3 separate regions of the Oryctolagus cuniculus genome follow, and all the other regions are linked to region 1. Evidence: chromatin contacts called from public Hi-C and Micro-C data. All regions are on one chromosome and are shown on one strand. Each heading gives the region's core, a stretch centred on a gene start, on an enhancer-like site or on the middle of the called end of the contact. The rest is flanking DNA. Distances are from core to core; before and after follow the strand shown. Region 1 overlaps RAD51B (RAD51 paralog B). Region 2 has its middle 75 kb from the start of ZFP36L1. Region 3 overlaps RAD51B (RAD51 paralog B).

Region 1 (2,973 bases), core at 269-2,768:
TCAGTAAGTGCCAAAGGAGCTATTAGAGGAAACAATAAAGAGGCCCCCTCCCCCTGGAAATTTGAGCTCTGCTTTGGAATTTTTATGACATTTCTTTCTTAACAAACAAGAAAGTCTCCCCACCCTCTCCCAGCTTCAAAGCATCACCATGGTGGTGATCTGCGATTCATGGCCTTGGTCTGATTTATGTACTCGTACGTTTAGGGTATTGTCAAAAGTCATGGAGTTTGTTCTTAATGAAAGAACTGCAGCTCCATCAGGCAAACAAATAAACAAATCCCCCACATCCCTACCCTACAGGATGATGCCAATTATGTGATTCACCCGTGGTCACTTCCACAGCACCTTTTCACGTAACTGTGCTGTGTGTGCAGATGTAGGGTACTACCTATCACCCCAGCTAAAAACTAAAAAAAAAAGCCCTGAGCACACCAGTTGGAAAGTGGTGTAGCGTGTGACGGGAGCACGCGTGGAACAGCTGAGGCCGGTTGGTTTGGGTTTGTTTCATGCAACAAGCAGGTCCCTGAGAATTCAAGATTTAATTTTTTTTTACATTTTTGTAGATGGATCAATTACTGTTCGCATCAGGGACTCACTATTTAATGAAACTTGATTGTGATTCCAGTTGTAAAGAATGCTTTTGTAATTAAAATAATATCTTTCTGTTGGATCCATTTTACATATTTAGCCTTGGTTTAAAGGCGATCCTTAATGTGGGGTGTACTAGAGTATTATTACAAGTTGGTATGCACAAGGGTACTTGAAACAGTTTGTGGAAATTGCAATGAAGAGTTTATTCTGGTGCAAAAAGTTTTGAAAATCCAGGCATCCTTTTTTTTCCTAATAAGCATTTTCCAAGAACTTTTTGAGCAACGGCCCCCACTCCCTCCCTGCGTGTAGAAGTAGTTCTGCAACCCAAGTTCACTCTCTTCACAACACGAAAGGACAAAACCTGTGCTGCAGCTTTATTTAGCTGTTTGTCCCGTGGCATGGGAGGCAGCCAGGGTCGCAGACACCAGCGAATCATTAGGAAGAAACTGGAGGCAATGCGGCCCCACCAACCACGCAGCCACACTCCCAACTCCTAAAGAACTGAATCAAGAAGAGGCTGTCCTTGAAAAACAAAATCCTGTCCTGCATATCTTAGTAGTGAGCCAAAGGCGGCATTTGGAGCTGAACCCCCAGAGCCTTGCGGTGCCACACAGGGCTCTGGGGCTTCTCCCCCAGAACCTCTGAAACTCGCTGGCACACGAAGGCAAGAGTGCCCGTGCCACGGGGTGCCTTCATCCCAACCTGCTGTTTCAGAGATGCTGCCTCTAGGCCATGTCTGCCCTCTGCTACCAGAATGCAATGGGGCAGAAGAAACAGAGCGCAGGGGAGCTGGGAGGGGGTGGGGGGAAAGGAAACCTTAAAGACAGGATCTTGGAAGCATATGTTTTAGAATCACTGCAGCCAGTTCCCTGTCAAGAAAATATTGGCCAGGTCGGTTGCTGCAATCTCATGCAGCCACAGATGGTTTATGCCTCACTGTTCTGGTCCCTGCTCCCCACCGACTGGCAAGAAACAAAGGACACGGTGCTTTGCGGTGTAGTTATTCTGCCACCTAGTGTTGGAGGTGAAAACACGTAACAGCTTTTAAAAACACATGCTGTGTGAGGGGAGCAAAACGAGAATCAGGACCTTTGCTAAATTGCATTTTTGTCTAAAACTTCAGAGTTCTGTTTACGCTGGCAGCTTGCAGAGGGCGGGGGGCGCATTGCCAACAGGTCCCTCTCGTTGCAACGGGGCCTCCAGAGAGCACTGAGCCTGCAGGTCAGGACGTGGACCAGAGAAGCAGCAGAACCTCAGAAAAGCCTTTCTGAACCACCTTCAAGAGGCCCGTGCCTTCCATGTGTACAGTGAGCAGCACGCACACAGTAAGGCAAACTAGAAAGTGAGACTAGCTGGAACTGGGCAAAGTGTAGCCACTGCGGAGAGGAGAGAGGCAAAAGTCAACAGGGACCGGTTTTTAAAGCATCATCACTTATGTGACAAAAGCACTGTGAGGCAGTGAAGGAGCGGTGGGCCCGTTTGCGCCCCACTCAGCAGCTCCCTGGCCGTGCTGGCAGCCACTGCAGGATCTCTGAGCTGCTCTCTGGGGCCCTGGGGCTTCGATCCTGTTTTCCGGGCATCTGCTGCGGTGCTCTTCCTACTTCCACAGAACTGTTCTGTGTGAGGGACCTTCCAAAAGTTCACGGCAAGGGGGATTTAAAGTTAAGTTTATTTTAGTACAAAACTTATCTAAACCCATGCTTTGAGCAGCCTTCAGAAAGCTCATGGATAATAGGTGTTAGGAAAGGCAGGCATTTCAACATTTTTCGGTACTGAAGTGAACTTCTCTTGCTGGGGCTGGTGTTGTGCACAATGGGCTAAGCCGCCGTCTGTGATGCCGGCATCCCATATGAGCTCTGGCTCAAGTCCCGGCTGCTCTACTTCCAAGCCAGCTCCCTGCTAATGCATCTGGGAAAGCAGTGGAGGGGGGGCTACTGCCACCAACAGGGGAACCCAGATAAAGTTCCTGGCCTCCTCCAAGCCCTGCCCTGCCCATTGGGTCCATTTGGAGAGTGAATCAGCAGACAGAAGCTCTCTCCCCTCACCTCTGTCTCTTTGTCTCCCCTGTAATTCTGCCTTTCCAGGCCAGCTCTCTGCTGTGGCCCGGGAGTGCAGTGGGGGATGGCCCAAGTGCTTGGGCCCTGCACCCCATGGGAGACCAGGAGAAGTACCTGGCTCCTGCCATCGGATCAGCGTGGTGCGCCAGCCGCAGCGTGCCGGCCGTGCCGGCCATTGGATGGTGAACCAACGGCAAAAGGAAGACCTTTCTCTCTGTCTCTCTCTCTCACTGGCCACTCTGCCTGTCAAAAAAAAATAAAATAAAATAAAATAAAATAAAATAAAATAAAATAAAATGAACTTATCTTATAATTCTATTTTCAT
Region 2 (2,973 bases), core at 125-2,624, 500 kb before region 1:
AGAGATACCCTTTGCATTATTGTTTGCTGCCCAAGAGTAGTTTCTTTTCTCTATTATTCTTTTATTTTTTATATTTTTTATTTTTCTTTAATTTATTTGACAGATAGAGTTATATTCAGTGAGAGAGAGAGACAGAGAGAAAGGTCTTCCTTCCATTGGTTCATCCCCTAAATGGCCGCTACGGCTAGAACTACACCTATCCAAAGCCAGGAGCCAGGTGCTTCTTCCTGGTCTCCCATGCGGGTGCAGGACCCAAGCACTTGGGCCATCCTCCACTGCCCTCCTGGGCCACAGCAGAGAGCTGGACTGGAAGAGGGACAACCGGGACTAGAACCCGGCGCCCATATGGGATGCTGGCGCTGCAGGGGGAGGATTAGTCAAGTGAGCCACGGTGCCGGCCCCTCTCTATTATTCTTGATGAACTTGATATAGGCAGACAGAGAGGATCAAATTGGTTAGATTTGTAAGCTGGAGAGCACGCCCCCTGAGTGATCCCATGCTCCTACCTGATCTCACCTGGACGCCCACCTGCCAATCAGACTAGGTAACGACCACGTTGTCTGGTCTATGTGAGCCGGCATGCAGAATTCTTCTCTGCGTAAAAGGCAAGAACCCACGAAGATTATTAATATTAAAATTTATTAATAACCTGGGCGATATAAAAATCACGGGCAGTCCTTACTTGAATGCGCTGGACATTGGGAAGGGGCGAATGCTGTTCTTACAAGGGATCCAGATAATCCCTAGGTTCTTTAAGGATCCCTACCTGGAATCCACTTGGTCTTAAAAGAGCAGTGGCCCAGACTTTCATGCCAATTTGCATGATTTGCAATGTAATGAAATTCCCAAGTAGAAAGAACTGTTTGATAAGTGGGATTGCAAAGTGTTCCTCATGTATTAACTCAGTACGTGCAAACGTAGCGTCTTCATGTTCCTGTTTCTTGCCTCTGCAGGACTGGGAAGAAACGGTAGGGGGAGAAAAGCAGGAGCCGCTCTGTGGGGCTTGCGCGGTGGAGGAGCAGCTCCCAGCATCTCATTTCCGGAGACCTTCTGGGCCCCAGAAAATGGCTCTCAGCTGTCCCTGCAGTGCTGCCCCCGCCCCCCACCCCCGCCAGCCCCTACGGGCACCGCGAGCACCCCCAGGCTCCCAGCCTCCTGGGTGTGGGTTGGGGTGAGGAAGCCTGTGCGGCCAGGGCTGGGAGCCTCCCACCGCGGTGGAGCTGAGCCGACCACACCGCCTGTCTCTCCCAATTAGCTCCCCAAAGGGAACAAAGCCTCATTTCTTTTCCTCTCTTCGTTCCCAGGCACTGGCTGGGGAGAAACAATCCCTGGCAGCTCAGGGGTTAAAACCAAAACACAGTGAGGGGGAAACCAGCCAGGCAGCTGCAGCGGCTCCTCTGAGCCACTCCTGGCCAAACAGAGGCCCCAGCAACTCCTTGGAGACTTGAACCCTGGGCGATGGAATTTCCCCTTGCATGGAAGCTATTGTCCCCTAGCAAGGGCCAGGGCCAGCGGAGGGCCCCAGGACGGCTCCCCAGGCGCTGCAGCCGGGGGACTCCTGAGAGCCCCAGGGCTCTGTCCCACCCAGCTGGGCCTGGGTGAAAAGGCAGTGGGGGTGCACCCAGCCTCCCGCCCTGGGAAAAAGGGGGGCTCCCATGGGGGCTTCCAAAGGCCTGGGCACCAGTTGCCCCACTCCTCAGCCCTGGCCAGCCAGCCAGCCACTGGGATGGAATAAAAGGCTCGGTTCCCTTGGCAACCGCGGGGTCTAGAGTTTTCAGAGTACAAGCTGGGCTTGGGGGAGGAAGAGAGGTGGGGGTGGGGGCGGGGAGGGGGAGGCCCCGCCTGATTGCCAGTGCTGTTTGAGTTTGCATCTCAAGGGGAGTCCTTGCAGGCTGTGGCCTGGGAAACGCAGGCTCCCCTGAGTTTGTGTGTGTGGGGGCGGGGTGGGGGCACCCCTCACTGCTCCTCAGTCCCTGGTGGGAACACGACTTTGCAGGCGCCCGCATTCGCCTCGTGGACGGCCCAGGAGCGCTCCGCCGAGCCTGTCTTCAGAGGCAGCCGGGGCCGGCCCTGCTTTATAACTGGACACCCTGCAAGTGTTGACGGATGCTCCAGCCCGCAGAGAGCTAGCCATGAGGCGGAGATTAGAATAGCAGGCGCCTGTCTCCCGGGCCTCATCTCGCTGGAAGAGACAAAGCTATTTTTAATATCGAGCAGGAGAGCTGCTGAAGCCGTGTCGTAGAGCAGAGCCTGGCCCCACGGTGTCTCCAGCACTACCTGCCGGGAGAGGGGCTTAGGGACAGGCTGGGCCTCAGTGGCCCCGGGTGATAAGAGACAGAGGACTTTGTCCCTTTGTGGTGAGGGGGCCTAGCATGTTGTCATGAGCACCCAGACTCTGGGGTCACGCCTCTGGGATTGTGCGCTGGGAGGGCTCCCAACCCGACCCTCACACAAGTGCCTCCTTTCTTTTCTTTTTCTTTTTTTTTTTCTTTTTTTTTTTGGACAGGCAGAGTGGACAGTGAGAGAGAGAGTGACAGAGAGAAAGGTCTTCCTTTTGCCGTTGGTTCACCCTCCAATGGCCGCCGCGGCCAGCGCACCACGCTGATCCGAAGCCAGGAGCCAGGTGCTTCTCCTGGTCTCCCGTGTGGGTGCAGGGCCCAAGCACTTGGGCCATCCTCCACTGCACTCCCTGGCCACAGCAGAGAGCTGGCCTGGAAGAGGGGCAACCGGGACAGAATCCGGCACCCCGACCGGGACTAGAACCTGGTGTGCCAGTGCCGCAAGGCGGAGGATTAACCTAGTGAGCCGCGGCGCCGGCCACAAGTGCCTTTCATGGTCTTCATTTATTCCCCTTCCTCCATGAGTTCACAAGGCTCAGACAGGTTCTTTTTCTTTTTTTAAAATAAACAACCTAATTTTTTAAAAAATTATTTATTTATTTGAGAGGTAGCGTTACAGCAGTGAGAGGGAGAG
Region 3 (2,973 bases), core at 250-2,749, 280 kb before region 1:
CACTTCCACACCCACCTCCCTCTTCACAGTCTCACACTTGACATCCCCCGGCAAGCATCTCAATCAGAGCTCCCAGGGCCCCCTTCCTCCCAGCCAAGCCACCAAACCAACCCAGCTACACAGCCCCCCTGCGGCGCTCCTGCTGCAAGGGCCGGCTTGTGCCGTGTACTTTCCTCCATAGCCTTGGAGACAAGGCACCATCACATATTTATTGTCACACGTATTTGCAGCATAGCTGCTTCCCAGGAGACTGTAAACTTGAGTATGAGGTTTCTCTGTCTCCTCTGCTTCCCCGCACCCAGCCCAGTGCCTGATACATGCAGGAAGTCCTCACTAAAGACGGTACTTCAAAAAGAAAATGGAATTCGAAGATAAGTTAATTTTGGTGCAAGGTATTTTGAAATCCATGCATAGTATACATTTTTACCATATGCATCTTCCAGGAACTTAAGTACTCACATATATCTGCTGGGGGAATGATTTCAAAGTAGAGATAGGTCCTGGACCAGGAGGAGCAGTTCTAGGCAAACACACACACCAAAAAGAAGGCCAGGACACCTGACAAAGAAAAAAATCCGCGATCACATCTTACTTTCCTGAAACTGGCCATCTGGCCTCTTTCTCCTCTTGCTTAATGAAGTTTCATGTTTAATAAAGGCCCTGGGGGCTGGCGCCATGGCTCACTTGGTTAATCCTCCGCCTGTGGCGCCAGCATCCCATAAGGGCACCAGGTTCTAGTCCCAGTTGCTCCTCTTCCAGTCCAACTCTCTGCTCTGGCCCAGGAGGGCAGTGGAGAATGGCCCTAGTGCTTGGGCCCCTGCACCCGCATGGGAGACCAGGAGGAAGCACCTGGCTCCTGGCTGCAGATCAGCATAGCGCCGGCCGTGGTGGCCATTTGGGGAGTGAACCAGCAGAAGGAAGACCTTTCTCTCTGTCTCTCTCTCTCACTGTTTGTAACTCTAAGAAATAAAAATAAATAAATAAATAAATAAAAGCCCTGAACAGTTAGGACAAACATACAGTGTGTGATCACAAACTTAGTGAACTGCAGCAAGTTTAAATGTCTGATATGGGAGGGCCTAAAGTCTATGCATAAGCATATCCATTCTGGTGGATGGTCTAACGGCCAAGAATTGAGTAGTTGTAATTTCAAGGTTTGTAACCCGGCAAGGCGTAGAGGTAGCTTTGGGTTACGTATCTGAATTTGCAGCAGGACCTAAGGAGCTCTGGTGGTTTAGGAGTTCAAGTACTTGGAGTTCACAAGTCCAGGGTCACTGCTCCGGCTGCCTGCTAAGGACTCCTCTGGGCTCCAGCTACAGGCAGCAGAAAACGCTGCATCGTGCTGGAGGGGAAACTGCATTGGTTTTTTTGGTTACAAAAATTAAGAGTGTGAACTCCGGCTCTTCTCCCTACCACCTCTGCGTTCACAGAACCTGGCACGGTCTTCTGTTTTCTCATCAATACCTACCTCCCAGGACTGTTACCTAACACAGCTGAGCTCTCAGGAAAAAATTCATTCACACCACTCGCCCAGGCAGGTGCAAACAAGTCTGAGCTGAGTCGGCTCCCTACAAACTGTTTCACTTTTGGAGGAAGGATGATTTCTCTCTTCCTTTTCTTTTTTACTTCCTGCCTTAAAGGACCTTCACGTCCAGGCTCAGTAGGAAAAAACCAACAAGGACTTTGCTTCGCAAATCATGCTTGGCCGTGCAAGCTCCTGCTAATGTCTACATCTGAGAGTAAACTGCTGTCGCGAGGAAACTAATGTGGAACACTGGCTGTGGCCTTTCTCGGAGCTCTACCATGCCTGCTGGGGTGCGAATGATACTGACTTTGTTCCCGTTGATGCAAACATCCGGGCAGTTGCTCATGCTGTCTGGGGTCAACGTCTCAAGATTAGAAAGTGGAGACATCCTGAGATCCAGGCAAAACCAATCATGTTGTCAGGGAGTAGCTGGGACCCCGGAGTTCCCACCTCCTTTTCCTGCCATGAAGTTTCTGTCTCGAGGGAAAACAGCTGTCCATTCTCAGGCCAACTGGGACTGAAGCCAGCTGTTGCTTCCAGATGCCAAGAGCCAGAAGCACACCCACTCGTCTCTCCCATCCCCAAGCCTGAAGTCTCAAACTTTATCGAATTCATGAATAACCTCAGGGACTTGCTAAAAACGCGCTGCCCCAGGCTGTACCTCCAGAGAATCTGACTCAGTTAGCTCAGGTAAGCCAGGTCCTATAGTCTGCACGCTTGGTCACTGCACACCTGTCCCACTGCCACCCTCCCCCACCCCACCCCTACCCAGGGAAATCCAATGTGATTAGTCTGCGACTCATCCTACAGTGATACTTGCCACAGTGGAGGCATCCGTGAGCTGGTAAATGCCTAGCACCAGCCCTGGAGCAAGGCAGGCCTGGTCTGTAGCTCTGCTGACTGCAGTGGTGTAAATATTGCCATCAGGTCAAGTACTCATGTGGCATCATGACTGTGAAGTTGGGGATAGAGGGTGAAACCAGTTCTCAGAAGGCACTGGTTCCAGCACAGCACTGGGTGGAAGTTTCTGGATGCCTCCAAATGCTGGCACGGGGACCATGGCACGGAAGGCTACTCTTTAGCCTAGGATATCGCATTCCCTGCTCCGCCCCCCAAACCCTTAGCTTTTTTTTTTTTTTTTTTTTTTTTTTTTACAGGCAGAGTGGAGAGTGAGAGAGAGAAACAGAGAGAAAGGTCTTCCTTTTGCCATTGGTTCACCCCCCAATGGCCACTGCGGCTGGCGCATCGCGCTGATCCGAAGGCAGGAGCCAGATGCCTCTCCTGGTCTCCCATGGGGTGCAGGGCCCAAGCACTTGGGCCATCCTCCACTGCACTCCCGGGCCACAGCAGAGAGCTGGCCTGGAAGAGGGGCAACCGGGACAGAATCTGGCACCCCAACCGGGACTAGAACCTGGGGTGCCGGCGCCGCAAGGCGGAGGATTAGCCTA

What was found. Hi-C and Micro-C count contacts between places; a contact is called where the count stands out from the background.
Region 2: a Micro-C map of ear pinna shows a contact between it and region 1, with 4 times the contacts expected there. The contact joins two enhancer-like sites. A contact is called at or near these places in 2 of 6 Hi-C or Micro-C datasets (ear pinna and an unstated tissue).
Region 3: a contact with region 1 is called in a Hi-C map of an unstated tissue, with 8 times the contacts expected there. The contact joins two enhancer-like sites. A contact is called at or near these places in 2 of 6 Hi-C or Micro-C datasets (skin fibroblasts and an unstated tissue).

What each region holds. Positions count from the first base shown.
Region 1 is chr20:14,112,681-14,115,653 of mOryCun1.1, reverse strand. All of the region lies in intron 7 of RAD51B (RAD51 paralog B), which reads right to left. Among named protein-coding and RNA genes, the nearest start is that of RAD51B, 400 kb to the right of the region's middle. Within about 2 kb of position 1,518, at least 4 of the 8 cell types and tissues checked have an H3K27ac peak or open chromatin away from gene starts, as enhancers often do. A contact at or near this core is called in ear pinna, where this site is marked.
Region 2 is chr20:14,614,157-14,617,129 of mOryCun1.1, reverse strand. No RefSeq gene overlaps it. Among named protein-coding and RNA genes, the nearest start is that of ZFP36L1, 75 kb to the left of the region's middle. Within about 2 kb of position 1,374, at least 7 of the 8 cell types and tissues checked have an H3K27ac peak or open chromatin away from gene starts, as enhancers often do. A contact at or near this core is called in ear pinna, where this site is marked.
Region 3 is chr20:14,391,262-14,394,234 of mOryCun1.1, reverse strand. It overlaps RAD51B (RAD51 paralog B), which reads right to left. Exons shown (of 11, transcript XM_070065137.1): 11 at 465-558. Among named protein-coding and RNA genes, the nearest start is that of ZFP36L1, 300 kb to the left of the region's middle. Within about 2 kb of position 1,499, at least 2 of the 8 cell types and tissues checked have an H3K27ac peak or open chromatin away from gene starts, as enhancers often do.